Regions from separate parts of the Mus musculus genome. Here regions 1, 2, 3 and 5 are each linked to region 4. The links are chromatin contacts, called in public HiChIP or PLAC-seq and promoter capture Hi-C maps. All regions are on one chromosome and are shown on one strand. Each heading gives the region's core, a stretch centred on a gene start, on an enhancer-like site or on the middle of the called end of the contact. The rest is flanking DNA. Distances are from core to core; before and after follow the strand shown.

Region 1 (5,657 bases), core at 2,967-5,466, 740 kb after region 4:
CCCTGTGCCATGTTATGATGTAAGACACTGGTGCCAAGCTCTTCAACTTGCTGTGAGCCAAATAAGCTTCCCTTCTTTTTTTTTTTTTTCGAGACAGGTTTTCCTCTGTGTAGCCTTGGCTGTCCTGGAACTCAATCTGCTGTAGACCAGGCTGGCCTCGAACTCAGAAATCTGCCTGCCTCTGCCTCCCAAGTGCTGGGATTAAAGGCATGCGCCACCGCCCAGCTAAGCTTCCCTTCTTAATGATTTACCACATCTCAGGTTTTTTTGTTACAATAACAGAAAATGGACTGAGACTGAGAGTGATCTCGGCATAGATAGAATCTTCAAAGAAACCAAAAGAATTTCTTGTCACATATTTTGTTTCAATGTTTGCCCTTAACCCAAATATCATAATCTTCACATTCAACTCTGCAACACAGCAATTCTTGCTTTTAAAGTGTGTGTGTGTGTTTCCTTTATCACTTTTTTCCTCCATTCTCCTACTACTTGAGAGAATGTTCCCAGCAGGAATCCCATGAGTTCAAGGCAGATAGAGGAAGGAAAATGAATTTTGTTCATCAGCTCCAACTAGATCACATGCCAATCCAAGAGCTCAGTAAAATGTTTTATGTGTGGCAGACAGTGGGCTATCTGGACCACCACTTCCTCTCATGAACTATCACTTGGTAAAGGGGAAAGCAAGGTAAAACACAAGCAAGCACCCACCGTGTTCTTTGGCTTTCCTTCACTGCCAGCAGAGGTTCTACTTTATTCTCCCAAATCACCTGGTTGGTACTGAAATGAGGAAAATCATGTTCCCCGGTGAATCTTTAACTTTTCTCTTGGTTTTTACACAAGGTCTCACTTTTTAGTACTGGCTGTCCTAGAACTCACTATGTTCAAACTGGCCTTGAACTCTGCCTCTGCCTCCCAATGCTGGAATAAAGGCATCTGCCACCATGCCCAGTCTCAACAAATATTTTAAGATTTTAATGATTATGCACAGGTGTCTGTGTGCATTCAGCCCAGAAAAGGGCATCAAGTACCCTAAAACTGTGAAGTTATGAATGGCTGTGAACTGGCTGGGTGCTAAAAAACAAATTCCAGTCCTCGGAATTTGGACATTGAACAGCAAGCACTCAATCACTAAGCCATCTCCACAGCTCCCTAACTGAAATTTTAAGATACTTTATTGTTTCTCTAAGCCTACAGAGGATACCAGTAGTGAGCAGGTGTCAAGAGAGCTAAAAATACAGAAAAAAAGCACAGGAGAAATATGAGAGTAAAGGATGTTTTGGTGGTCAAGGGTGTCTTTTGGTTGTTGGGGGTTTTTTGGTTTCTTTGTTTTTGGTTTTTTTGTCATCTGATTTTGGCACAGGGTTTCACTGTATGTGTACCCAGGCTGGCTGGAAGTCATGACCCTACCTCAGGTCTCCCCAATACTGATTACAGACATGCACAACCAAAAGCAAGTTTTAATGTGAGAAATGGACAAACATAATGTGTGTAAAATAATGCTTACTAGTAATAATAAACTTGTAAAAAGTCTTACTTTTAGAAGCCAAGTGAATTAGTACCTTTGGAGGGCACGTGTTCTCGTGTGTGTGTGTGTGTGTGTGTGTGTGTGTGTGTGTGTGTGTGTAGGAAGCAGTGAAGCAGGAACCGAGGCCCCAGACACAGTAGAGGAGGAAATCCCCTGTCAGAAGATGCATCATTACATAAGTGCTCCAGTTCAATCGCCACACCATGGAGACCGGGCAGGAAACCACAGAGTGCTGAGGTCTTGCCACCTACCAGGCTGCAGGACCTTTTTACCTGGCTTTCTCTTTTCAGTGAGCTTGAATGCTGGCTCTGGAGAAGCTGGACTCAACAAGTCAAACTGACACCTGGTGGGCTTGCTCTCAGGACTGCATACCCTGAGCCTTTTCTATAGCAGAAGGTGAGGATTTTTTTCCTCTCTCATTCCTACTACAATATCCAGAGTCCCTCTGTAGACAGGAATCCCATCTACAGGGTCAGTCTCGAACTGATAACTGTTCTTCCTTTTAAACTTAATGGGTACAAAGTTCCTTAAGCAGCAAACAGTGAGCCAGGCATGGTGGCTCACACCTTTAATCTCAGCACTCGGGAGGCAGAGGTAGGCGGATTTCTGAGTTTGAGGCCAGCCTGGTCTACAAAGTGAGTTCCAGGACAGCCAGGGCTATACAGAGAAACCCTGTTTCGAAAAAACAAAAAACAAACAAAAAGCAGCAAACAGTAATGAAAACTAACACCATAAATCAAAATAAACTAAATTAAAAGTTGAGCACCATGAAAATCTGTCTGGTTTCAGTTTTAATCATCCCAGTATCTATAAAACCAGGTAACGACTGGCATATGCTGTGTATGATATGAAATTTAAAAAAAAAAGTGAACTAGTATTGTGCAACCTACCATTACTGGGCTTCCAGGAGCAAGTTAGGGATGCTTATCATCAGAGAAAGAGCCTCAAACAGTGGTGTTTTGAGAAGAATCTAGACACTCCAGAACTTACATTTGTGGCTTACATTATTTAACATGTGTAACTTTCATCTCAACTGAAAAAATAAGGATAATATCGGCCCTACCTCAAATATTATTACATGAGATCAAAAGTGAAACTTGGGCCAGTGTGATAGCTCAGAGTGGAGAAGCACCAGACGTGATCACCAGAGTTCAATTGCTGGGAGGTAGAAAACTGGCTCCTGCAGTTTGTTCTTTGACCTCCACACCAGCACAAGTTCACACACTCAAACTCACACACGCTAAATGAATTTAGCTTGGGACACAATAAACCCTCAACAAGTTTTCCACAGTATCACCACCTTATGAAGTGATTCCTTTATTGAAATACAGGAATCCACTCCCACCCCCAACTCAAGACAGTTCTCATTTCTACTTGAATGTGCATCTAATGAAAAATGCAAAGCTCAGAAAACTAAGAAGTCAAAGCCAAGGGCATGTCTCTACTAGTCTCCACTAGATGGTGACAGCCTGGGTGTAGAATTCCCAGAGCACAAAAGTGTGTGTGTGTGTGTGTGTGTGTGTGTGTGTGTGTGTGTATGTGTGATTTTATTATTATTATTATTAACCAAAGGGATTCTAACACCAAAAACCGATTGACCAGTGAAAAGTGGAAAGTCACTGCGGATCTTGCAGATCTAGAAAGGACTAAATACCCATGGCTTAACTGAAAAGGATAATGTCCCCGCACCTCTCTTCGAACCCCAACCAACAAGAGCAACAAAGGGCAGCACACTACCTTGTCACCAAAGAAGTGTGTGGCAACAACATTGGGCCTCTGCTGAACTAATGTAAAGTTCCCAATGAACTTAATGCCTCTTTGGGATCCCCGGCCTTGCTGCCCTCCCAATTCCGTTACAGGTAAGTTTTTCCACCATGGTGGCTGTCCCGGGAGGGACCATCAGTCTCACAAGTAAGAAAGTCTATATGTAGTTACAGTAAAACCGAAACAAAACAGGAAATGGGTTCGGCAAGTTTCAGCCCACATAATAAGAAAAGTTTTTGCGACTGAAGAGGCGACCAGGCGCTGGGGCTCCAGAACGCTCCCGCGCACAGGCGAGCGGCTGCAAGGTTTCCTCAGGAAACCCACCTCGGCCAAGCCGGTCCCGCCGTGCGGAACCGCGGCTTCGCTGGACTGGAGGGCCTCCGCCTTGCAGCGCGCTCCACCGAGCCCGATCTGCTCTCCGCTCTCGGGCACCGGCACAACCACGCCGCCGCCCTCGGAGCGGCCCGACCCGGCTACTCCCGCGCGGCTCGCAGTGCTGACACCGGCCGGCGCGGTAGCAGGCGGCCGCGCAGAAGGCCCGCGTCCCTGAGGAAGTGCTTGCCCGCCAGTGCCCTGACAACCGGCCCCGCGCGCCGCTGACACAAAGCCGGCCCCTCCAGCCCGGGCGGCGGTGACAACTCACCCGGGAGCGGCGCCGAGACCTCCGGGAAAGGGGGCGCTAGCAGCTCCCGCGTCGCCGAACCCGCTCCGCCGCTGAGCGCGCCCGCCTGCCTGCACTCCCTGTCGGGTCCCCCGCGACGCCTCGCGTGCCCTGGTCTGGCTCACGCGGCCGGGCGCTGACGAAGGAGGAGGACGAGGACGAGGACGCGAGCGGTGGCCGGCTCCTGAGGATGGAACGCGGCGGCGGTGGCGACGGCTGCGCCAGCGTCACTGGCCCAGCTGTACGACGCGGGCGGGGGAGGCCCCGCAGAGGGGGCAGGGCAGGGACGAGGCCTGGGCGGGGTCAGGCACGCACGCAACAAGCGCAGGCGTCGCGCCGCTGCGACCGCCCCGAGGAGTCACGCGCACGCGCCTCTGACCTTGTCTGACACGCCCCTGGCGGCGGGGGGAGGGAACCTTAAAGAGACAGTCACTCGAACTGCTCTGGCTGTAATACTCTAGTTAAGCCACCTTCCTAGAGGGCCCTCCGGTTCTTTTACTGTTATTGTTTGGTTATTATTTGGATGTTTTAATTACTGTCATTTGCAAGGAAGTATACTGTTGTTTAAGAGCCTCTTCTACACACGTCGCCCATTTAGGTCTTGAATCGCTTGCCTGACCTATCTTCAAAGCAGGTTATTATCTCCCTATTAAGCTGTACTCTAGGTTAGGGTGTGTAACTTAACTATCTCAAAAGTGTCCCGAGGGGGTTAGGTGGGGGTGGAAATGTAGATCAGGCCATTCTGATTCTATAACGCTGGGGTGGGCTTCAGGAATCTTTTTAATGGGTGTCCCTGAGTGCTATTTCTGCGCACTCAAAAACACCTGGCAGATCTTAAATGGAGGAAACTGACATTCCAGCGAGGCCTGGGGAACCTAGAGCTGCAGGCTTGGCCCCTAGCTTTTTGCTCTGCTTCTGAGCCTCCTTGAATTGCTTTCAAGCGCGTCTTAGGTGAGCAAATTGAGCACTGGTCAGCTGCATCCATTTAACAGTGACTCTCACTACAGAGGGGTGGCCATATGACAGTAGGAACTATCTCTTTGTGCCTAGGTACTTGGTACTAGGTACTTGGCCTGTCTTAGAGGTGCTCAATAAATGTTGAAGCACTCCTTGAAAATCAGTGACTCATAAATTAAGAAGGCCTGTTAGCCTTTTCTTTTTTTTTTCTTTCTTTCTTTTTATTTCTATTTATTTATTTATTTATTTATTTATTTATTTATTTCGAGACAGGGTTTCTCTGTGTAGCCTTGGTTGTCCTGGAACTCACTCTGTAGACCAGGCTGACCTCGAACTCAGAGATCCGACTGCCTCTGCCTCCCAAGTGCTGGGATTAAAGGTGTGCCCCACCATGCCCAGCCTTTTCTTTTATCTGTGCAAGTGCCCTACCTAGGATCTACTGGAGTTTTTTGTTTCTTCTTCTTCTTCTTTTTCTTCTTCTTCTTCTTCTTCTTCTTCTTCTTCTTCTTCTTCTTCGTTCTCCTCCTCCTCCTCTTCTTCTTCTTCCTCTTCCTCTTCTTTCTTCTTCTTCTTCTCAGTTCTCCTCCTCCTCCTCTTCTTCTTCCTCTTCCTCCTCTTCTTTCTTCTTCTTCTTCTTCTTCTTCTTCTTCTTCTTCTCAGTTCTCCTCCTCCTCCTCCTCTTCTTCTTCTTCCTCTTCCTCCTCTTCTTTCTTCTTCTTCTTCTTCTTCTTCTTCTTCTCAGTTCTCCTC
Region 2 (5,506 bases), core at 894-3,393, 560 kb after region 4:
CAGGGTTTGTACAGCCGAGAGAATGATGGAAACACTTCTAGGAGTCAGCTTCAGTGAGACAGTTTGTGGTGGTTTGAACATGCTTGGCCCAGGGAGAGGTGCTATTAGGAGGTGTGGCCTTGTTGGAGGAAGTGTGTCATTGTGGGCATGGGCTTTAAGACCCTCATCCTAGCTGCCTGGAAGCCAGTCTTCTCCTAGTGGCCTTCAGATGAAGAGATAGACAGACCTCTCAGCTCCTTCTGCACCATGCCTGCCTAGATGCTGCCATAATGGACTGACCCTCTGAACCTGTAAGCCAGCCCCAATTAAATACTGTCCTTATAAGAGTTGCCTCGGGGGCTGGAGAGATGGCTCAGCGGTTAAGAGCACTGACTGCTCTTCTGAAGGTCCTGAGTTCAAATCCCAGCAATGACATGGTGGCTCACAACCATCCATAATGAGATCTGGCTCCCTCTTCTAGAGTGTCTGAAGACAGCTACAGTGTATTTATAATAAATTAATAAATAAATAAATAAACGTTTTTTTTAAAAAAAAGATTTGCCTCAGTCTGGCTGGAGAGATGGCTCAGTGGTTAAGCATACTGACTGCGCTTCCAGAGGAGGTCAATTCCCAGCAACCACACGGTGGCTCACAACCATCTATAATGGGTTCCGATGCCCTCTTCTGGTGTGTCTGCAGACAGCTATAGTGTACTCATATACATAAAATAAATAAGAAAATCTTTTTTTAAAAAAAGTGTTCTTTGCCTTGGTCATGGTGGGGAAACTACACCTAACAGACCCGCTCAGTCTCATAGTTGAGGTGAGTCGGGGGAGTTCAGCTCAGGATGGCCATACCTGCCTCTCTAATGCTGCTGATGTTGCATGCCTCCCACCTGGTTTCCATCATGAGACCCACAGGCCCAACATGCAAAATAGAGCCATTGGGAGTGCAGTAAGAAAAGGCCACTCATCTGCAATGCCTAAAATTAACCTGCACACCCCACCTGCCCACAAACCTGGTAACTTCCTAGAATGCTATAAGCTGTCATTCTTGAAAAATAACAATGCCTCTTGGGAAAGTGGTTTATAGATTAGTCTTTGTTTGTTTGTTTGTTTGTTTGTTTTTGGTTTTTTGTTTTGTTTTTTTCGAGACAGGGTTTCTCTGTATAGCCCTGGCTATCCTGGAACTCACTCTGTAGACCAGGCTGGCCTCGAACTCAGAAATCTGCCTGCCTCTTCCTCCCAAGTGCTAGGATTAAAGGCGTGTGGCACCACCGCCTGGCATAGATTAGTCTTTAGAAACCCCCGCTACATGTCTGTCTCAGGGCACTTAGCTGAAACATTTCAGGAACTGGTTCTGACCAAAGTCTACCCCTTGGCTGGTATTTAATATTTAATAGAGCTTGCTTTATATATGGCCAAAAAATAGTGGAATTATTTTTTTTACCTGGTGCATCTCAAGCTTGCTACAACCTCACTTCCTTCTCTGAAGTCTCTCAAGTTATGGATACCTCAGGCACCAGCTAGTTACTCTCCACAGCTGGAGTTTCTCGTGAGCTGGGCTTTGGATAATCTCCAGGCTTCCAAGAGCCCAACGTACCCCAGAAAGTTTTTTCCCCTCTGGAGATAAGTAAGTCTTTCAGGGATTCATGGTGCCACCCCCCAACCAACCCCAACCCCCACAGGACACGTATGGTCTAGATATGGGCACAAAGCAAGGTCTCAGAGGAGGACAGTCATGGACACAGCCTCTCCTGAAGACAGCAACACCACATCGCCCCCCCATCCTGTCCCATGGCCCTCTGGCCTTTGCCACTTAGATGAGGAAGGCAAAGGCAGAAACAGTCTCTTTCTCTCGGGAACAAATGGTGACTCACTGAGGATAGGGAAGGCACCTTTTCCCAGGAAACAACCTGAGGTCTCCGAGACTGAGCTAGAAGCAGGAACTAAAGGGAAAGGTGGACATGTTTTGTTGCAGGTCCTGGATGGGTCTCAGAGACGCTATAGTGAAGCATGCTCAGCAGGGTAAAGAATGAACCCTGTGCTGGGTACGAGCTCCACTCGGCAGGCACAGAGGTCAGAAAACTTAAGCAAAGTAGGGGATCCGGGGAGATGAGGTTATGGGCTGTCTTATAACCACAACCGTGGTTCTGCAGGTTGCATAATCTTTTATTTGCCCACAGCTACATTTTGTCCAGAAACTCTGTCCTGAAAGAGGACTGAAGAAAACATCCAGCCAGCACTGGGCAAGGAAGGGCAGGAGCAGAGAGTGAGGTGGTGTTCACTGGGTCGGAGGATGGAGGCGCACAACGTATCAGCCCCCTTCAATTTCTCCCTGCCGCCTGGCTTTGGCCACCGGGCCACAGACACTGCGCTCAGCGTCATTCTGGTAGTTATGTTGCTGCTCATCATGCTCTCGCTTGGCTGCACCATGGAGTTCAGCAAGATCAAGGCTCACTTCTGGAAGCCCAAAGGGGTGATCATCGCCATAGTGGCCCAGTACGGTATCATGCCCCTCAGTGCTTTCCTTCTGGGCAAGGTCTTTCATCTGACCAGCATTGAGGCTCTGGCCATCCTCATCTGCGGCTGCTCTCCTGGGGGGAACCTGTCTAACCTCTTCACCCTGGCCATGAAGGGGGACATGAACCTCAGGTAGGACCGAGGGTTAAGAGGAAAGGGTGTGGGATGGGGTGCTGCCGAGATGTCATGATCTAGAGAAGATCTAGGCTGGAGCCAGGAGCGGGGAGGGACGTAGGAGCTGGATTAAGTTTGGCATTGATTGTCAAAGGTTTATGCTAAATTGGGGCAGCCTCTGGAATCTCTTTGGTTTAAATCCCAGGGGGAAAAAAAAAACATTAAGCTGGTCCAGAGGTATGTTAGACACCCCTGAACTCCCAGAAGTCTCTACAGGATCACTGTAAAGGAGAATAGATTTCGATGAAAGAGTTCCTCAGAACCACAGTCATCTGACTGGCAGGGTGTCAGCTCTGAGGCTGAAAATCTAGCAAGGGTATAATGGGTCCAGAACATTCCAGGAAGGCCAAGGTGACTTGGAACCAAACGAGCATCTTAAATTTCCTGCAGAGAAGAGACTCCAAAGGCTCTTCTCCAGTATCTGGGCATCCAAGGTATCTGCTAAGACCCTTTACCGAGTTGTCAGATGTGGTGAGATTGCCAACCAAAGAAACTTTATGTAGAATTGAGGCCCCAGCGATTGCCCAGGTTAGGCTGGGCTCCACTCAGTCTAACAAGAAGGGAGAAGGCTAAGACCAGCCTGAGCAGCCAGGTGGTGGTGGTGCATGCCTTTAATCCCAGCACTTGGGAGGCAGAGGCAGGTGGATTTCTGAGTTGAGGCCAGCCTGGTCTACAAAGTGAGTTCCAGGACAGTCAGGACTATACAGTAAAACCCTGTCTCAAAAAACCAAAAAAAAAAAAAAAAAAGACCAGCCTGAGCCTAGAGCATCCTGATCAGGTAGCACTCGTGAAGCGCCAGACTCCTTGGGCTTGGTGGAATATCTGTCCTTCACACAGCTGTGACTGTGGCAGTGAATGTCAAGGAGAGGGGCCCCTCTCAGCCTGCTCGGGCAGTGCACAGCATGGGTGAACTCACTCCAGACACAAAGCCAGTCTCCTCTAGGCCTGATTCTCAGTGGAGTTGTTCAGTGTCAAGTAGAGAAGGGACCGCAAAGGGAGCATACCTTGCCTGTGCCTAAACTTTACAAAGAAAACTTACCTAGAAGCCTCTCCTGGTGAGGCAAAACAGCAGGAGGGCAACTGGAAGGAGGGGCAAGGCATTAGTCATGCTGTCCTGTAAGCAAGGTTGGTCGCACCTTATACGTCCCAAGATGTTAAACCTCAGCTCTGGTGCAGGACTATGTAGTCACATTAGTCAGAAAGGGGGCACGGTGGGGAATCTGGGGATCTGTGGAAGCAGCCGATGGAACTGTGTGACCCAGTCTCTTCCTCCTAAGCAAACTTATCGTTCTCATACACATTAACCATGCCCCGATCCACCTGGCTGAGCGGGAATAATTATCATGTCCAGACAGACTTTGAATCCCTGTTGTCCTGAAAAGTGACTACATGCATTATTACAGCAATGACAGCAAAGCTAAGGACCTTCACTAAACAAACATTCTTTTCAACAAAGTCAATCTTTAAACTTACATTTTTTTTTAAATGTGTACGGGTATTTTGTATGCATGTATGTCTCTGTGTACGACGTGTGTGCCTAGTGCCCAAGGGAGACAGAAGAGGGCACTGGATCCCCCTAGAACTAGAGTTACAGTTCTAGTAAGTTCTGTAAGCAGCTATGTGGGTGCTAGGAATCAAACCCATCTGTCAGAGCAGCTAGTATTCTTCTCTCTCTCTCTTTCTCTCTCTCTCTCTCTCTCTCTCTCTCTCTCTCTCTCTCTCTCTCTCTCTCTCTCTCTCTCTCTTTGGTTTTTCGAGAGAGGTTTCTCTGTATAGCCCTGGCTGTCCTGGAACTCACTTTGTAGACCAGGCTAGCCTTGAACTCAGAAATCCACCTGCCTCTGCTTCCCAAGTGTTGGGATTAAATTCGTGTGCCACCACCACCCAGCAATTTTATTTTCTTAATACTCTTGTTGCCCACTGTATACATCCTGCACTGGTCCTTGTTTCGGCGGCTGACATGAAGGGGTACATACAGAAGGGAGTGCCATAAATGACCACATTCACAGATAAGGAAAGTCCTAGGGCTTAACACTTTCAGCCAGGGGCTGGCTGGCTGGCTTTAGAACTGGTATGTCTGCAGACGTCTTGAGAGCTATCCTGTATATTGACAGAGTGAATGGAGGCTGCCTGCCAGTCTCAAAGGCACTGGCCTCTCTGATCAGACATATGCCTTGTACAGGAGAGAACCTACTGTCATCACAGCTTTCTGCTTTAGCTTTGTTTGTTGGTTGTTGATTTGGTTTGGTTTTTTGAGACAGGGTCTCTCTGTGTAACAGAACCCTGGCTGTGGCCTGGACTCACTTTGTAGACCAGACTGGCTTCAAACTCACAGAGATCCACATGCCTCTGCCTCCCAAGTGCTGGGATTAAAGGCGTGTGCCACCATGCCTAGCTGCTTTTCCTTTTAAAATATATTTATAGGTATGAGTGCTTTGCCTGAATGTATGTAAAGACATGTGTGTGTGTGTCCTGGTGCCCACAGAAACCAGAAGAGGACACTGGATTCTCCTGAAATTGGAGCCATAGATGGCTGTGAGTCACCATGTGGGTCCTGGGAGTTGAACCCTGGTCCCCAGGAACGGCAGCCAGTGCTTTTAGCAGCTGAGCCATCCCTCCAGCCCCAAGATTTCTTCTCTTCAAGAGAAGACTTGAGTCTCCATTTTTAGGTGAAATCTCCAAATTTTCAAACAGCATCAAGTCATACGTATATATCTAAAAGGCTGTGCAAAGCAAGCAGTGTCCAGGAGTCAAGTGTGGCTCCAAGGCCTACTCTGAGGCCTCTCTTTTAAGGCCATTATGTCCCAGAGTTAGAAGTAAATGATGAGACT
Region 3 (5,738 bases), core at 1,636-4,135, 770 kb after region 4:
TGATTCTAAATCCAATCAAGTTGGTGATGTAAATTAAGCTCCCTTTAAAAGTGCCTCACCTGGGGCTGGTGAGACGGCTCAGGGGTTAAGTGCACTGACTGCTCTTCCGGAGGTCATGAGTTCATAAACATCCGTAATGAGAAACAAAAAACAAAAAAACTATGGACCAGAGTGAGTGGGGCTGGAACAAGAGGGAGAAGGGAGGTGGGGGGAGGGGGGGAAGTGTCTCACCTGTAACATAAGCCCATTTAATGTGTACTGTCCACCTGGTCCCACTGTGATCAAAAAGACAAACCCCATGTTCTTTCTTTCTGTAGATGAGAAACAGGTCCTCTATCAGCATCTATGCACCACAGGGGCTAACTTGCTAGCTTGTGAGGTTCAAGCCTTACAACTCCTAACATCATTGCCTAAGAGTTGCATCAATACCTCCTACTTCCTCGATCACCATTGCACTTTGGCATCTGCTCCCCGTACAACGTGGTGGGATGTTTGCCAGTGTCACTCAGTCTGATGACTGTTACTTTGGATATTTGATTCCAGAAGAAACCCATTTGGACTTCTGTAGCCTTTAGTACTTGAATCACGTTCTTCTGAGCGCTCTCCTCACATAGCAAGCACACTCTCCTTCCGTTCCTTATTGGTCTCATCCATGGGTCTGCTTTTTCTTTGAAATCCTATCACTGATATCCTGTTATCAACCCATCTTTCCTATCTTCGTGGTCTCACACATATTATTCATTCTAAGACCTGTCTTAGTTGGGGTTTCCATTGCTGTGATGGAATACCATGACTAAAAGCAATTTGGGGTGGAAAGATTTTATTTCTGCTTACAGTCATATTTTTATCATCAAAGGAAGTCAGGGGCTGGAGAGATGGCTCAGTGGTTAAGAGCACTGACTGCTTTTCCGAAGGTCCTGAGTTCAAATTCCAGCAACCACGTGGTGGCTCACAACCATCCATAATGAGATCTGACGCCCTCTTCTGGTGCATCTGAAATCTGAAGACAGCTACAGTGTACTTATAATAATAAATAAATTTTTTTTTTTTTTTGGTTTTTCGAGACAGGGTTTCTCTGTATAGCCCTGGCTGTCCTGGAACTCACTTTGTAGACCAGGCTGGCCTCGAACTCAGAAATCTGCCTGCCTCTACCTCCCCAGTGCTGGGATTAAAGGCGTGCGCTACCACACCTGGCTAATAAATAAATCTTGAAAGAAAGAAAGGAAGAAAGAAAGAAAGGAAGAAAGAGAGAGAGAGAAAGCGGAAGTCAGGGCAGGAACTCAAGGTAAGAAGACGAGAGGCTGCTGCTTACTGGCTTGCTCCTGAACGCTTACTCAGCCTGCTTTCTTACACACTCCAGAATCACCAGAGGTGAAACCACCCACAATGGGCAGGCACCCCCTCATCAATCGCTAATTAAGAAAATGCAAGTCTTGCCTTCAGAGTAGTCTGGGGGTGCATTTTCTCAGTTGAGGTCACCTCTTCTTAAATGACTCTAGCATGTGTCAAGTGGACAGAAAACTAGCCATCACAGGGACCTTACATAGATGGTGACATCCTCGATCTAGTTCCAGTCCAGACCTCTAGTATGACTTAACCAGCCACCTGTTGGATGGTCCTACTCTAATGACGGAGAGGGGCAACTGCCCATAACTGGCATTCCATACCAGCTAATCTTCCCTCCTGGATCCACGCTTTCCGTGTCTGTCTGTCTGTCTGTCTGTCTGTCTGTCTGTCTCAGCATCCCACTGCTCCAGGCAGCCATCCTTGATCCCTCACTTCACACACTAGAGCCAAGCTTTGAGTGTGGTTCCTTCCACTGTATTTACAAACCCCCACCTTCCTCCTTTCCTACCACCGCTCCCTTTCTGGTTCCAACATTCCCTGTGCTGGGTACCTGCAGTGCCTCCCCAACTGCTTCCTTAGTCTCTTGGGCCTTGCCCTGTTGTTGCTAGAGTTATGTTCCTAAAAAGTCTATCTGCGGCATTATTTCCTTGTTCAAAACCTTCCCTTTCCAAAACAAAACAAAACAAAACAAAACAAAACAAAACAAAAACTTTACTTTCCCCTCATGGTTTCCTTTGTTTGCTTGTTTAGTTTCTCTGTGTAGCCCTGGCTGTCCTGGAACTCTGTAGCTCAGGCTGGTCTTGAACTCACAGAGCTCCACCTGCCTCTGCCTCCTGAGTGCTGGGATCAAAGGCGGGCATCACCACCAACCAGCCCTTCGGATTCTTTAGCATCATAGTTCACCACACTCTCTAATGCTACACCTCCCCCCCCCCCCCATTCCTTGGAGGATTCTAATCTGGGATGTCTTTGGCCACTACCACTCACGATGGAAGGGTAGGATGAGGTGTCATCAAAAAGCACTCATTACATGGCATCGATCAGGATCAGTCTCATCGTATGAAACTAGCGACTCGGAAGCAGCATCCGCTGGTCACTTGTGTTCTGCCGCCTGAACCCGTGTGTTTTTGTCGACTGTTTTTAGTTATTTAGGTGAGCAAACAAGGTAATGGCAATTTCATAATGTGGCATCATTCTTTGTTCTCATTCGTTCTCCCATCTTAGCTTTCCTTAAATAAATAAAAATCACTATTTGGACCAGGTGCCCTCTTTCTACCCAATTACTTGCTGACTTGTTGGTCTGCTTAAGATCCCTTTGAGAAATATACTGATTCCTTCATTGTACCCGCCTAAGGTGCCCAAAGACTAGATTTCTGGTGATAACTGCTATGTCCACATCTCTCTGTATTACGTATGTATGCATGCATTCATTTATATGCATACATGTGTAGTTACTGTATTTTTAATTGCTTTGTCGTCCTCTAAGCAAAGAAATGAATACCCTTAAGTGGCCACCAGGAGGCGCCAGGAGCAGCGAGAGACCTGCGGTACCTTGGCGGTAGAGGTGGAGATGGATGCAGAGGCGAGGGAAGAACCCAGCTTCCTTTTTTAAGAATCAGTTGTGAGCAAGGGAGCAGAGCTACGTTATTTTAGGGAGACTTTGTCGCACTCCCCCTCCCCCGGGTAGGTAGCGTCTGGGATGTGTGCTCCCAGTTCGTAGTCTCCCATGGAGAGACGCTGGCTGCTGCAGCCGGCAGTAACCCGACCCCGCCGGCGCAGGGACTGAAGAGGCGCCGGGGAGAGCAGCGAGAGGCGAACAAAAGCCCTCGGCAAGGGGGCCGGAGCCCGGACCTGGGGTAAGTGAACCCGCTCGGAGACCTAGCAGCTCCCAGAATGGAGCGGCAGGGTTTACGGCGCTCTAAGAGCCCACTCCCCTGAGATGCGGTGCGGAAACTGGTGAGCATCAGCGGCTGATGTCTGAGTCCACCATACTGGGGTTGATGGTACCTTTAACTACACATTCGGCCTTGGAGATCGGGTGCATCTGGGAGGATTCAGGTGCCTTGTGCATCTTGAGCAAACACCGGGTGGGGGCTGGAGGAAGAGGAAGGCAGAGAGCTCCCAGCAAGCCCCGCTGGAGAGGCTGGAGAAAGAATCCATCACTCCACTCGGAGAAGCCTTTGGAGACTCTTTTCAGCCCTTCCATCTCCCGGGGGCCCTGCGCTCCGGGTCCTTTTGGTAGAGAGAAATCAACCATAAACTTCTTCCTAGGCAACTGGGGCCCTCGCAGCAATGCACTTTGGCATGCACAGGCCCCTTCCCCTTTTGTGTTCTTGCAAAGCTGCATCCCAGCAGCCCGCCTAAGCTACAAACAAATAGCTAATCCTCCGGGGAATCCTCCAGCGCCTCCCTCGCTGGCTGCAGCCTTCCTTGCACTTCAATCTTTGCAGGAAGGGGATGCAGCTAGTGGGCCTCACGCCAATGTGGTCTCCTGAAAGGCCCTGCATTCTAGGTCTGAGGGAGACTGAGGCTGCTGTCTAAGGCCCAGCGTCCCCCCACCGCAACTGCCCAGCCTGAGTTTTTGGGGCATCAGTTTTAGGATTTACGTTCCATCAGGCCCCTGAGCCTAATCTGAAATCGGATTAAGTTGGGAGGGGTAAATATGGCTGAGGAGGGAGGAACAGCTCACAGATCCTCTATGTCCCCCCGCCCCTCTGTCATCTCAGGGACTCCAACAAAGAACGAGGTTCAGCTATGGTGGACCCGGTGCCAGAAGAGGAGAAAGAGGGAGCGGAGCCCGGTGGCTCTGAAGGGGATGAGGCCACAGCGTCCGAGCCCCCCGATGCCCAGGGAGCCCAGCAGCCGGCTGCCTCCTCGGCCTCCGCCTCCGCGGCGGCGCCCCGTAAGGCTGAAGTCCCCTGCGGGGCAGAAGGTGGACGTCGGGAGCAGTCTCCGTTGCTGCACCTCGATCTCTTCAATTTCGCCTGCCCCGAGGCAGAGGGCAGCCGCTACGTCCTGACCAGCCCCCGCTCTCTGGAGGCCTGCGCCCGATGCGCGGTCAAGCCCGTGGAGCTGCTGCCTCGGGCCCTGGCCGACCTGGTGCGCGAGGCCCCGGGCCGCTCCATGCGCGTGGCCACCGGCCTGTACGAGGCCTACGAGGCGGAGCGCCTGGCCAAACTGCAGCAGTGCCGCGCCGAGCGCGAGCGCATCATGCGCGAGGAGAAGCGGCGCCTGTTCACACCGAAGGGTCCGGCGGCAGCCCCGGCCTCGGCCTCAGCCTCAGCCTCAGCCTCGGCCCTGAGCGGGGGCAGCAGCAGCAGCTGCAGCAGCAGCAGCAGCCTCCCGGCCTCGCCCGCCTCGCGAGTTGCTCGAAGGACTTCTCCCAGTCCCCCCGCCAGGAGCCGGCCTCCGCCCGCCGGTTCTCGGACAGGTAGAAAGAGCCACTCGCTGGACTCGCTCTCCCGCCGGAGGGACGGTGCCCTGAGCTCCGAGTCCGGGGCCTCGTCGTCGTCCTACAGCGGGGAGAGCCTTCGGGAGCTTCGCTGGCCACCTCGAGCTTCCGCCAGGAACAGCTGCCCCGCGGGCTCGGCGTCGTCTGCACCTAACCCACTGGGCCGCCCTTCGGCCCTTGCTCTGGTTCCGCTCACGGCCCGCAGCTTCAGCCTCGGAGACCTGAGCCACTCGCCGCAGACAGCCCAGCATGTGGAGCGCATCGTCCGCCAAGTGCGCGCCGAGCGAGGCCTGCGCGGGGTACCCGAGCGCGACCGCAAGATCGCCGCCCTCATGCTGGCCCGGCACCAGGAAGAGCGCCTGTTGCTGGAGCAGCGCGCCGCGGCCCACGGCCAGTGGGAGCAGCAGCGCGTGCGCGCCGAACAGCGGCGGGAGCGCGAGGAGCGAGAGAAGCAGCGCGCGCTGGAGCGGGGCCGGCGGGCCTGGGCGGCGCAGGTGGAGGAGCGGCGCGGTCGCCGGGGCCGGGAGGAGCGCGAGGCCGCGCGGAGGCGGCAGCAGCAGTGCGAGCGCAGCGAGGAGCGGCGGCGGGAGCTGGCGGAGCGTCAGGGACTGCTGCGGCGGGAGCGGGTGGAACGCGCCGCGCGGGACGACCGGCTGCGCAAGCTGCAGCAGGAGCAGAACCTGAAGCAGAGGGAGGAGGGCCGGCAAGAGGGGCGGGAGCGCGCGGAGCTGGTCCGCCGGGAGCGCGCCCAGCGGGCGGCGCGCGCCCGAGAGCGGCAAGAGGGCCAACTGCAGCGCGAGAAGCGCGAGCTGAGCCGGGCCGAGCGGGCGCGCCACGAGGCGCTGCTTAGAGGCCGAGTCCGGCAGCAGCAGGAGGAGCGGGAGGGCCTGCGGAGCTCCCTGGAGGCCAGCTTGGGCCGCGCGCAAGAGAACTACGAGCA
Region 4 (5,769 bases), core at 1,143-3,642:
ATAACCAGGGGGGCCTCCACCCTCTCAGAGGAGAAGGAGAGGGGGCATTGGGGAAGGACTATGGGAGAGGGTAACCAGAAATGGGGGCAGTGATCAGGCTGTAAAGTGAATAAAAGTAAAACAACAACAACAGCAGCAGCAGCAGCAGCAGCAGCAACAACAACAACAACCCTACAACTAAATCTAACCAAGGAAGTAGAAGGAAAACTTTAAATCTCTGAAGGAAGGAATTCAGGGAGCTACTAGAAAACAGAAAAACTATCCATACTCATGAATTGGTAGAATATTGTGAAAATGATAATTCTATCAAAGGCAATGTACAGATTCAGTGCAATCCCAGTCTCTCAAAGTCCACCCCCACAGTGACACACTTCTTATAACAAAGCCACACCTCATAATAGTGCCACTCCCTAGGCCAAGCATAAAACATCACAGATGAGGATTAGAAAACAAAGCACTCAAAAGATAGTAAGGGACAATAAAAAGCATGGCTATGTGTTCATTGCTTTTAAAGTAGTTATCTATGAGGTTTACGTGGAGTTTGAAGTCACTGTCTTACTAGTAGATGGTTGTGGAGGGGCACCTGACAGGTACAGTTGACAGAGTTGAGGTGTAGTTCTACAAATAAAGGAAGGTAGGACATGTTACACGTGGTTTAAGATTCTCAGGCAATTTCTAGAGAAAGGAATGAAGTTCCTGTCCACCTAGAGCCATACACATTGAGGTTTTAGGCTTAGGACATTGACAATTTTATATACATTATCTATGCAGGGAAGAAATATTAAGTCTATGTCAGCAGCCTTTACAGCAAATGCTGCTCAATGTGCTAGAATGCTTGCTCAGTTGGCAAGAGTTTTTTTTTTTTTTTAAATGGGTAATTTTTTCCTTCCTTCCTTCCTTCCTTCCTTCCTTCCTTCCTTCCTTCCTTCCTTCCTTCCTACCTTTTCTTTCTTAATATGTAAGTACACTGTAGCTGACTTCAGACACTCCAGAAAAGGGTATCAGATCTTGTTACAGATGGTTGTGAGCCACCATATGGTTGCTGGGATTTGAACTCATGACCTTTGGAAGAGCCGTCAGTGCTCTTACCTGCTGAGCTATCTCAGCAGCCCGGCAAGAGATTTTAATCAGACCTGGAGATGACAGGATCCTTCTCCCCTCATGCCTCAGGTTCCCTGCCTTCTTGTCCTGTCTCATTCCTATAGAATCCACCTCTGACTTGTTTTAATAAACCTGAGTTGCTGGCTTGGCTTTTAGCCATAACTTTGAATACCATAGTCTGATTATGCAGTCTTTGATTCTCTTAACACCACAGGAGTCCCTTGAGTCACCATACATATTTATGGTCACCTTCCTGGTCCTTAAGGCCTTTGTAGTTTTGATACCTGAAAGTTTCTTCACCTCTGTTTGGAATGTCCGATCTTAAAAGTCAAGATGGGCTGGAAAGTCACATCTTAAGTCTTGCAATCATTTTGTGAAAAGGACATTTCACCTCCTTTTGCTTGGAGGATTTTTCTTGAACAAGCCTATGATTATCTTTCCTCTGTATATGTGTACACATTTCTTAAGTTAGATAGGCCTATTATTAAATGCAAGCCAGGGATATATACATCTATTTAAAAGTTAAGTAAGAGTCTTGTCAGGTCTAAGTTAAGAAATCTTGTGCATAAGGCCCTGGAAAACAATGCTCTCAGATGTAAATATCAGGGAAATCCTCACTTCCTGTCATGTGTGTCAGCCCAGGTGCCTTGCTTTAAGCAGTGAACACTTGCTTGATGAGAGAGAGAGAGAGAGAGAGAGGGGGGGGAGGGGGAGGGGGAAGGGGAGGGGGAGGGAAAGGGAGTGGGGAGGAGGAGGAGGGGAGGGGGAGAAGGAGAGATGGGGGGAGGTTTCATTTTTTTATTTGGATACATTTTATTAACTAACACGGGGACTGCTAACGAAGGAACTTGAAGCAGTGTTACCAAGTTTTCTTACATGGGGCATCACATTGGATTTCATCTGTATTGCACAAAAGGTTACAATTTCCCACCCAAGTATGCAATCTCATTAGTACTTTGCCTATGATGCCTTTCATAGAGTGGTTTGAGGCTCATAAAAGATCTCTCTCACACACACACACACACACACACACACACACACACACACACACACACATTTGTAGATATTTTGAGATTTTTATTTAAAATGTCAAACGTATCAATGTAATTCTATCTCATACCATTATTACCCTCTCTCCTTCCCCATGCTCTTCCAGTGTAAGCGAGCATTATACCTCTCTTTGCTCATGGCTCCTCAGGATCGGCCTTGAGAACAGTGCGAGGTACCGGAAAACGCTGGTGGGCTCAGAGAACCACCACTCCCAGCATCCTCCACGTTCCCAGTGCCCGCGGTTTCCTTTTCCGGTCTGACCGCTGAGGAAACTGTAAAAGCTATGCTGGGGAGGCAGCGCGGAGCTTGATTCACCTTCACCTGCTCTGGCCACCCGCTGACCCGGGGTTTCCGGCCGGAGAGCAGTCAGATATGAACGGACGGGTGGATTATTTAGTCACGGAGGAAGAGATCAACCTGACGAGAGGACCTTCGGGTAGGCGCGGGACATGGAGGGAGTAATTGCTGCGTCCCTTGCTTTGGCGGAGCCGGGTTTACCTGGCTGGAGAGCAGGCAGGCCCCGACCGAGCGGCTTCCCAGAACGCTATCGGGCACGGAGCAAAGAGTCCATTGGCATCTTTTGTTAGCTAGATAACGGACCCAAGGACTCTGCCCCATAATCCAGTCGGATTACCACAGGCGTTTATGGCCAGGACGGGTTTCTTGCTGTTGGTGGCAATAGCCAAGACCAGGAAAAAGCCCGCTGTTTAGCCAGCGTGTGGGAGCCGCCGTATCCGTTATTCAGTTGCTTGCTCCATCCTTGTTTCTTCGCCGAGGGCCCGTTCAGGTAAAAACAGGAGCAGCGAACGGCGGTGTGTGTGTGTGTGTGTGTGTGTGTGTGTGTGTGTGTGTGTGTGTGTGTGTTTCTGAGTGTCTCACAGTTTCTCCGGTGCTAGGGTCCCTGCCTGCATTTTTGCGGAATCAATTTACCATATCAACTGGAATGCTAAAGCGGGCGGAGACCTTTTACAGAAGTTTTCAGACCTGGCCACACTTGACCACCATTACTTGGGCGTTTTCGTTTTTACTTTTTAGCAAAATATTGAAATGAAAATGTTGTTTTCTAGTCTCACCTTTAGAAATTTGGATTCAGTGTGGATCAAACAATTCTTGAAACAAACACTTCATGTGATTCTGACAGGAAAATTCCCATTTAGCGTTGCTGTGTGGTCTTCCTCATGGATGCTCATAGCTGGATTACTACATCGTGTCACTGCCTTCCTTAGGCTTTGCAGTTTTCTTTATGGCCTTAACATTTTAGGTTTAGGGTTCACCACTTAGAGCCAAGATTTTTTGTTTTTGTTTTTTGTTTTAAATCTAACATCTTACCAGTTTTTTGTTGTTGTTGCTTTTTTTTTTTTGGCTTGTTTTAATGTATTGGCAGAATAACTTAACTGATGGATTCTTGTAGTTTCTTTTCTGTAACATGGAGACAGTTATGAAATGAAGCGTTTCACATATAGTGTTAGGATGAAGCCACTTGCTCTCTGGAAAATATTTAGGACAATGTCTTGATATATGGTAAGCAGTGTGTATTTGTTACTGTTGTCATTAGTGAGTGAATGGCTAAACTGACTCCAGTAAGTTCTGTTAGATACTGTATTCCAAGAGTTGAATAAATCATTGGTTACTGTGAATTTCTATTCTGATGGCCACTACTTAGCATAGTCTGTTAACTTTCCTTATCTATAAGTTTGCAATAGCTTAATCACTGCTGACTATTCTGTGTAAAGCACAGCTTTCAGAACTAATCATATATTTTGTCTTCCTGTTATGAGAAAATTGGAAGTTGATCATATTTATGGGAATAACTCTCTGCTAATCTTTGTGGTTTATACAGAAGCTTTGCTCTGGGTAGTTCTTTGGGGGTGCTGAGGTAACTTGACAGAAGCTAGAGTTAATCTGGGAAGACCCTTAGTTGAGAAAAAACGCCCCCATCAGATTGCTTGTAGGCACTCCTGTTGGCCATTTCTTTTTTTAAAGATTTATTTATGGCCGGGCGTGGTGGCGCACGCCTTTAATCCCAGCACTCGGGAGGCAGAGGTAGGCGGATTTCTGAGTTCGAGGCCAGCCTGGTCTACAGAGTGAGTTCCAGGACAGCCAGGGCTACACAGAGAAACCCTGTCTTGAAAAACCAAAAAAAAAAAAAAAAAAAAAGATTTATTTATTATATGTAAGTACACTGAAGCTGTCTTCAGACACTCCAGAAGAGGGCGCCAGATCTCGTTACGGATGGTTGTGAGCCACCATGTGGTTGCTGGGATTTGAACTCCTGACCTTCGGAAGAGCAGTCGGGTGCTCTTACCCACTGAGCCATCTCACCAGCCCCCTGTTGGCCGTTTCTTAAGTTGATGATGGAGATGGGAGAGCCCAGCTCACTGTGGGCAGTGCTACCATGGGGCAGGTAGGTGGTCCTGGATTGTACGAAAGCAGGCTGAGTAAGTCATTAGGAGCAAGCCAATAAGTAGTGCGGTTTCAGTTTGTGTCTCCAGGCCTGTGTTGACTTCTCTTCATGATGGTCTGTTTAGGATTCAGTAACTCCTTTCATCCCTTCATGCTTGTATCATGGTGTTTTTTTTCATAGCAGTAGAAACCTAAACTAAACTCAGAAACTTTTGCCCAAGGCTTTTCAATATGCCCAAGTTTCTTGAATCTAATTTTCTTATTTTATTTAATTCTTCAATCCAACTTTGAGATTAACGTAGTAGAGATGGATTTTTATTACATTTGTGTGTCTATGTGTTTTTGTTTGTTTGTTTGTTGGGGAAGGGGCCCGTAGAGGTCAGAGGACAACTTTCAGGAGTCAGTTTTCTCCTCCTATCATGTGGGTTCCAGGGATTGAACTCAGGTTGTCAGACTTAATGGCAAATACTTCCTACCCGCTGAGTTATCTCACCCAGCAGTCTCAGATCTGTAAATAAAAGTCTGTTTTTTTTTAATGTGTTTTTTAACCTTTTGCTAATGAACCCATAGGATCAATGAGATACACATTTCTGATTCCCTTTGCAAATGCATTAAGGCATCTAGTTCTTTAACCTAAATAACCTACCATGATACTACTTTTTGTGATGTTTGAGATTGTCTTCTTGCCACATAGCAAGAACCCAATATACTTGGATATAGAGTCTTAGCTGTGGTATCACAGTATTACCAGGTCTTCTGACAAGAGCAGACTTCTGATATTAATCACAGTATTACCAGGTCTTCTGACAAGAGCAGACTTCTGATATTATTCTTGCTTTAAGCATAAAATTTGACATAATATCATTGTTTAAACTTTTGGGCATTTGAATAGGCATTGTCTAATTTCTAAGCATTGAACTTACAGATCTAAAGTTTCTAGTCTTAGTATTTTCCTTCAAAGATTAGAGCAGGGAAAAGCTTCAAAAGACTAAATAAGAGGAATACTTATAGCTAGTTAACATATTTTTACACAAAAGGGTTTATTTTTGAATTGTATAGTTATTTGTTTAAAAATAAAGTTCCATTGAGTGGTTTCTGGACTTTTTATAAAATATTTTAAAATATTAGTCATTGTCATTAGTCAGGATTCTCTAGAGGAATTAAGTCAATAGAATGAATATCTGTATCAAAAGGGAATTTGTTAGATTAGCTTAC
Region 5 (5,950 bases), core at 2,326-4,825, 530 kb after region 4:
CAAACCAACAAGGATGCTACACAGGATAATGGTGGTGGAATAGGAGCCACATAGACACAGGCTTTTATGTATGTGGACGTAGTAGAAGAAAGGAGACTAGTGAAGACAAACTTCAATTATCAAAACTTCTTCTAGGGACAGTGGCAGTAACTCCAGGAGTCATGAGTGGAGGATAGTCACTGGAGGATAGTGACTTTGAGGCCTGTCTGGGTTACATAGTGAAACCTTGGGGTGGGGGAGCATTGTTTTGGGTTTTTTGTTTGTTTGTTTGTTTGTTTGTTGTTTGATTGTTTGTTTTTTAAAAGCCTTAGCCAGGCAGTGGTGGCACACCCCGTTAAGTTTACTCAGGAGGCAAAGGCAGGTGGATCTCTGTGAATTTTAGGCCAGCCTGCTCTACAGAGGGAGTTTCAGGACAGCCAGTGCTACAAAGAGAAACCCTGTCTCCAAACAAAAACAAACAAGAAAAAGCAGAACAGGTAAAAGTTCTAACCAAGGAGTCCGTAGCGTTGTCAAGTCAGCCTGTGACGGCTCTGTGTAGCCTGAGTCATTGACCCTGCTCTAGGATACATCAATGCAGCTGTCCTCAGCCCGTGCGTAGCAACTCCCTTAGCAAACCTCTACCTCCAAAAATATTTACAATTGATAAGTAGCAATTAAAATAGTTTTATGGGGCTGGAGGGATAGCTCAGCGCTGCTCTTCTAGAAGTCCTGAGTTCAATTCCCAGTAATACACAGTGGCTCCTAACCATCTGTAATGGGACCCAATGTCCTCTTCTGACATGAAGATAGAGCACTCATACATTAAATAAATAAATAAACAAACAAACAAACAAATAAATCTTTTTTTAAAAATGTATGTTTGGGGGTCACCACAACACGAGGTGCTGTATGAAAGGCCGCAGCATTTTGAAGGTTAAGAACCTCTTCATGAAAGCATTATTAGCAATGTTGTCATAAAATCATGCCGAGTTCATAAGACTGAGTTAGGAATTGGGTTGGTGGGTTTTGTTATTATTTACAAAAATGAAGAGTGTTGATTAAGAGGCTAAATGTAGTGATACCCTTAATCCCAGCATTTAGGAGGCAGAGGCAGGAGGATCACTGTGAATTCAAGACCAACCTGTTCTACACAGCCAGCTCTGGGCTCTAGGACAGCCAGGGCTACATAAAGAGACATTCTCTCCAAAAGAAAAAAGAAAAAAAAAAGAGGAGGAGGAAGGGGAAGAGGAGGAGAAAGAGGAGGAGGAGGAAAAATAGGAAGAAAGAAAGATCAATATCAGAGGATCGTTTTAAGTAGAACAGAAAACATCTCCACACATCTGAATAAGTGCTGTGCACTTCTTGGCATGAGTACTTTTATCTGTTCTATGACACACACACACACACACACACACACACACACACACACACCCCAGGAAACTCCTAACCTTTTGTGGTAGTTGGAATGTAATTGACCCCCACAGGCCCATAGGGAGTGATACTAGTAGGAGGTGTGGTCCTGTTGGAGGAAGTGTGTCACTGCGGAAGAGGGCTTTGACGTCTTGTATTATGCTCAAGCCACGCCCAGTTCAACAGTCTCTTTTTGTTGCTTATGAATCAAGATATAGAACTCTCAGCTCCTTCTCCAACACCGTGTCTGCCTGCAGCTGCCATGCTTCCTGCCATGATGATAATGGACTGAACCTCTAAAACCATAAGCTTGCCCCAATTAAATGGCTTCCTTTATAAGAGTTGCCGTTGTTGTGGTGTCTCTTCAAAGCAATGAAGCCCTAACTAAGACACGCTTCACCCTCCGAACTGCTGAGACACCTTTCCTAACCCATTTTCCCTTCCTTCCAGGTGTTGTTCTTTTTGAGCCCCTCCAACCCTAAGGGTTAACTCCTTTGAGCACCCCACCCAGACATAAACGCAAAGGGTACAGCCGAGAAGTTTTGAGGACACACCTACAGCCTGGGGATCCCTAACACCTGTTCGTGTGGAAATGAACTCCCCCGGGTGTCTTCAGTGATGACCTTTCTATCAGATCCACAGAGTGGGACTAGGAACGTGAACGAACACATGGGAGCCCAACCTCGTAGGAAAAAATGGAGACCTGAAACAGGTCTCCGGTCTCTGTGGCTCTGGAGCCTGGGACTGGCTTTTGAGTGGCTCGGGTAAGCTTTGGGGCCTGGGAAACAGAAATGATCAGTAGGTTACAGCCACTGAACACCATAGTAGGTTGGGGAATAGAGGTGACTATTTTAGAATCACTCACAAGTTGCAGTCAGAAGTGAAAATCAGGTTATACGGTCTTCCTAGTAATAGTGGACCAGCAACAGGACAGGCTGCCCCACATGAGGTCCCCTCCTTACTTATTTCAGTGCCAGGTTAAGGCTCTATTTTTGCCCTGGCAGTGTCCACTTCCCTCATGCCACCCTTCACCAGGACTTTCTCTGATGTTTTAGGCTCTTCCAGTGCCCAGCGCTGGCTTGAGACAGTCTTAGTAAAGAGAAACGAAGGGGACAGTTGGAGGGACTGTGGCCACTCTTAGCCCATTGGGGCCTGTGAGGATGTGGGCAGACAGACACCCAAGTCAAGTTTCCTTGCACTCTGGGCTCCTTCAGATTCGGTATGAAATTTGGCCTTGTCTAATTCCAATCACCCTTTCCGCCACATGCTCTGCAAACCACAGGACTGATGTTTAAGAATCCAAGAGGAATTCTATTGTTTCGAAAAAGATTAAATTAATGAGCCCAGAGAAGGCTCGCTTGCCAGCACACGCAGCAGGTTAGGAGTGCTTTAAATGGTGGCTCTCCCATTTAAACAAGGGCAGCTCCCCCAAGGGAGGGTGGCTTTTGACTAAATCTGAACTCATGGGGGGATGGGGTCACACCTGAAGGGCAGAGGCCAAGGATGCTGTCAAACATCCAGACACACACAAGACAGCCCTCACAAGAAAGACCCCAGCTAAAATGTCAACAGTGCCAAACACCCAGCTTTAAAGTCATACACACCTGGGTTCAAACTCCAGGTGTACAATTTCAGCAAGCCTGCAGCCTTTCCAGCCTGGATTTGCACATCTGTAAAGATGGGTAAACATTGCATTTGGAGTTAAAGCAGTCCTCTAGTCTGTGCTGGGGTTGGCGAAAACATTCTGATTTTTAAAATGAATAAAAAGAGGTAGGCGGATCGCTAGGAGTTCAAGACCAGCTTGGTCTACCTAGAGAGTTTTAGGACACCCAGGACTACATAGAGAGACCCTGTCTTAATAATTAAATAAATAAATAAGTCTACTTAAAAGGTGTGACAGTTGGGTCATCACACATGAAGTGGCCCAGCCTGGAAACTGTATTTGATACCTAGAGCTGTCACTTGCTTCTTTCCCGGGTGTTTGGAGCTGAAACCCTTAGGAGAACCTTCAGGCCTCTTTGTCTTCCGTAGGGCATCTGAACCTCCTACAGGGCCAGCTGCACCGCGGTTGGGTTGCGTCTAAAGACCCACGATCCGAGTGGAGGACGGCCTCATTTCCGGTGACAGTGGACTTGAGCAGCCTGCCTCTCCTTTGGAACCGCGCAGCGGGTCCAATGCCAATTAGCTGAGCCTGAAAAATGAGTGTGCTCTCCGCTCTCCAGGGGGACGCAGGGTGCCCCCAGCCCGGCCTGGGGTTGCTGCCCCGTTCCCCCTATTGTGCCTTCAACAAGAGCGTTTTATTGAAAAGAGCTGAGTGCATCTAATGCAGTTATCCGTGTCCGCCCCATCGAGCCATGGGCTGGGAGCGAGGCGCGCAGCTGCCGCCGCCTCACACGCTCGCAACAAAGGAGGGCGCCGTGGAGAATTTGCTCCCCTTTGAACGGCTCATCTGGTTTCCATTTCTGAAAGGTTCCCCAATCTTTGCTTCCACCCAGCCCCCACTCCAGTGCTGCTCCCCCACACCTCGCTTCGCTCCAGCTGTGCCCCTGGGGGAGGGTGCCACAAGTTCCTGCGCCATCACTCCCTCGTGCCTGTGGGAGACGTATGCACCCCCTTGCATAGGCTAGGACCAGCTGGGCAAACACACCTGGCTTACTATTGGCCTGAGCCACCTTGCTCATGAGGATCTGAAACTCAGTTTCCCCATCTTTAAAATGCCTTGTTTTGCAAGCCACATCGATGATTTTCAACCCCAAAATGGAGAGGGGCAGTTTCGTGAAACATTTGGCAAGTGCATAACAAAATAATTAAAGCAATTTAAATAGCCTTTAATGTCACAGCCCAAAACAAACCATCAGCTCTACCAAGTATTTTCCCTTAGTTGTCTTCTTTGAGCATAAGAAGTCATGAATAAAATTATCATTGTATAATTAGAGTCATATTGTGTATCTGGTTGTATCTCCTGCCTTTATTTACATCAGGGAGTTTTTGTACGTTCATAGTCTTTGAAAATGTGATATTTTAAAACAGCTGCAAAATACACCATCATGAGCTTTCCCACAACTGATTTAATGTGCTCCCCCCTTTTTTGTTTTTTAAGATTGTTTGCCCCATTTGCTTAGGCGGTGGTAATTGTTTTTTCCCCAACACCACAATTTAGAGGGCTATTTTAAAAAAATCAAATCCTCAAGTGTTTTCCCAAATTGACATCTGGGTCTAAATCTGTCACACACACACACTCCCACACACACACTCCCACACACACCCTCCCACTCCTGCTACAAATCAAAGACATGAGGCAGGCATTTGCATGACTTCCTAAGACTGTGACTGAGGGGAAAGGTCATCCTGGCCTCCTCCCCTGTCTGATACCCCCCAGGCACCTGCAAGATGGAAATTCACATTTGAATCATGGCCCCTGTAAAATTATAGCCTTGGGCAAACTATATAAATCTGAGTCCTCAGGTGCATGGCAGAGTCCATCACACCACGCTCAAAGGGCTATGGAGAACATGGAGAAACTATACACAGGGTGCATAGTGCACACGGTGCCGAGCATGTGGCAGGGTACAAAAGCCTTGCTGCCCCACGTACTGATGCTGTGGCCCTGGTGAACTTTCCGAGGCCCTGTGTGCCTCAGTTCCTCCACTTATAACACAGAGGGTTTACGAGGATAAATTAAGTAATAACAAACCTCCTGATACTTGCCAAGTCCCCAGTAGAAGCAACTGTCCTTTTTGTGAGTCTGCCTGACCACCTTTAGAGAACGATGAACCTCTTTCATCTCTCAGGACCAGCCCCTTCCAATCCCCTTATCCATACATAGTCTTCCTACCTTGCTCATGAGGCAGAGCCCTGGGAAGATGCTGGGTGCCCAGAAACATCCTCCCAGATCTCCACCTGCAGCATGGCCTTTGCTTCTGGTCTCTGCATTCTCTCTGACTTAGAGAAGGGGAACAGTGCAGACGTTAACTCATTATAGTCACCAGACAACAGTAAACACTTAGCCAGCAGATCACATCCCAATGATGTAGTCATCTCTTTTTAAAAATTGGTTATCATGGTATGCATTCATGATGTGTAGGGGGCACACATGCATGGCTGACTTGGTTCTGGAGGTCAGAGGGCAATGTTATGTGGTCACTTTTCTCCTTTCATCTATCCATGCACTCCAGGGATCGAACTCAGGTCACCAGGCTCAAGCAGCAAGTGCCTTGACCTGCTGAGCCATCTTGTCAGCCCATAATGTCACCTCTTTTATAGCTCAGGGGCTAAGTGACTTGCCAAGATCACTGGCTTAAATTTGAGCTGCACATGGCCCCAAGCTTCCTGAAATGGTTGTAGAGCCCAGTAAAATGATCACTACAGCCTGAGAGAGAATCTGCACCTTCCAGTACCTGCCCGACTTTAGAAAAAGGTGAGTGACATGTAGTTTTTCACAAGTAGCACAACCAAAAACCATCTCTCCTCTTAAGATAGGTTAAGAATCTTCTTGCCCAGCAGTGATGGTGCATGCCTTTGATCCCAGTGCTCGGGAGACAGAGACAGGCAGATCTCTGAG

The links. Promoter capture Hi-C pulls out the DNA fragments that hold promoters and counts their contacts. HiChIP or PLAC-seq counts read pairs in DNA pulled down with a chosen protein or histone mark. Capture Hi-C pulls out chosen DNA fragments and counts their contacts.
Region 1: a promoter capture Hi-C map of hippocampal neurons shows a contact between it and region 4, with 3 times the contacts expected there. The contact joins the promoter of Susd6 here to the promoter of Synj2bp in region 4. A contact is called at or near these places in 2 of 39 promoter capture datasets (hippocampal neurons and liver) and 2 of 115 datasets of contacts at active chromatin or transcription factors (extraembryonic endoderm stem cells and pancreatic cancer cells).
Region 2: a promoter capture Hi-C map of hippocampal neurons shows a contact between it and region 4, with 9 times the contacts expected there. The contact joins the promoter of Slc10a1 here to the promoter of Synj2bp in region 4. A contact is called at or near these places in 13 of 39 promoter capture datasets (the 3T3-L1 cell line, 3T3-L1-derived adipocytes, the C10 cell line and 8 more), 1 of 15 datasets of contacts at CTCF or cohesin (the NIH/3T3 cell line), 5 of 115 datasets of contacts at active chromatin or transcription factors (embryonic hindbrain, embryonic stem cells, kidney and 1 more) and 1 of 9 other capture datasets (pancreatic islet).
Region 3: a promoter capture Hi-C map of liver shows a contact between it and region 4. The contact joins the promoter of Ccdc177 here to the promoter of Synj2bp in region 4. A contact is called at or near these places in 3 of 39 promoter capture datasets (hippocampal neurons, liver and stem cell-derived epiblast-like cells), 1 of 115 datasets of contacts at active chromatin or transcription factors (bone marrow-derived macrophages) and 1 of 9 other capture datasets (liver).
Region 5: an H3K4me3 HiChIP or PLAC-seq map of embryonic stem cells shows a contact between it and region 4, with 4 times the contacts expected there. The contact joins the enhancer-like site here to the promoter of Synj2bp in region 4. A contact is called at or near these places in 9 of 39 promoter capture datasets (3T3-L1-derived adipocytes, cranial neural crest, embryonic stem cells and 4 more), 6 of 484 Hi-C or Micro-C datasets (the HL-1 cell line, adipose-derived mesenchymal stem cells and embryonic stem cells), 13 of 115 datasets of contacts at active chromatin or transcription factors (the NIH/3T3 cell line, the SCID.adh cell line, T-cell acute lymphoblastic leukemia and 6 more) and 1 of 9 other capture datasets (embryonic stem cells).

Annotation. Positions count from the first base shown.
Region 1 is chr12:80,789,091-80,794,747 of GRCm38.p6, reverse strand. Susd6 (sushi domain containing 6) reads right to left here and starts at 4,216. Exons shown (of 6, transcript NM_178682.4): 1 at 3,933-4,216.
Region 2 is chr12:80,964,716-80,970,221 of GRCm38.p6, reverse strand. Slc10a1 (solute carrier family 10 (sodium/bile acid cotransporter family), member 1) reads left to right here and starts at 2,143. Exons shown (of 4, transcript NM_011387.2): 1 at 2,143-2,633. The coding sequence starts at 2,278.
Region 3 is chr12:80,757,862-80,763,599 of GRCm38.p6, reverse strand. It overlaps Ccdc177 (coiled-coil domain containing 177), which reads left to right and starts at 2,885. Exons shown (of 2, transcript NM_001008423.2): 1 at 2,885-3,203; 2 at 4,074-5,738. The coding sequence starts at 4,102.
Region 4 is chr12:81,529,534-81,535,302 of GRCm38.p6, reverse strand. It overlaps Synj2bp (synaptojanin 2 binding protein), which reads left to right and starts at 2,392. Exons shown (of 4, transcript NM_025292.7): 1 at 2,392-2,587. The coding sequence starts at 2,524. Gm20498 (predicted gene 20498) reads left to right here and starts at 2,392. Exons shown (of 6, transcript NM_001309848.1): 1 at 2,392-2,587. The coding sequence starts at 2,524.
Region 5 is chr12:80,996,691-81,002,640 of GRCm38.p6, reverse strand. No RefSeq gene overlaps it. Among named protein-coding and RNA genes, the nearest start is that of Smoc1, 27 kb to the left of the region's middle. Within about 2 kb of position 3,575, at least 50 of the 459 cell types and tissues checked have an H3K27ac peak or open chromatin away from gene starts, as enhancers often do. A contact at or near this core is called in embryonic forebrain, where this site is marked.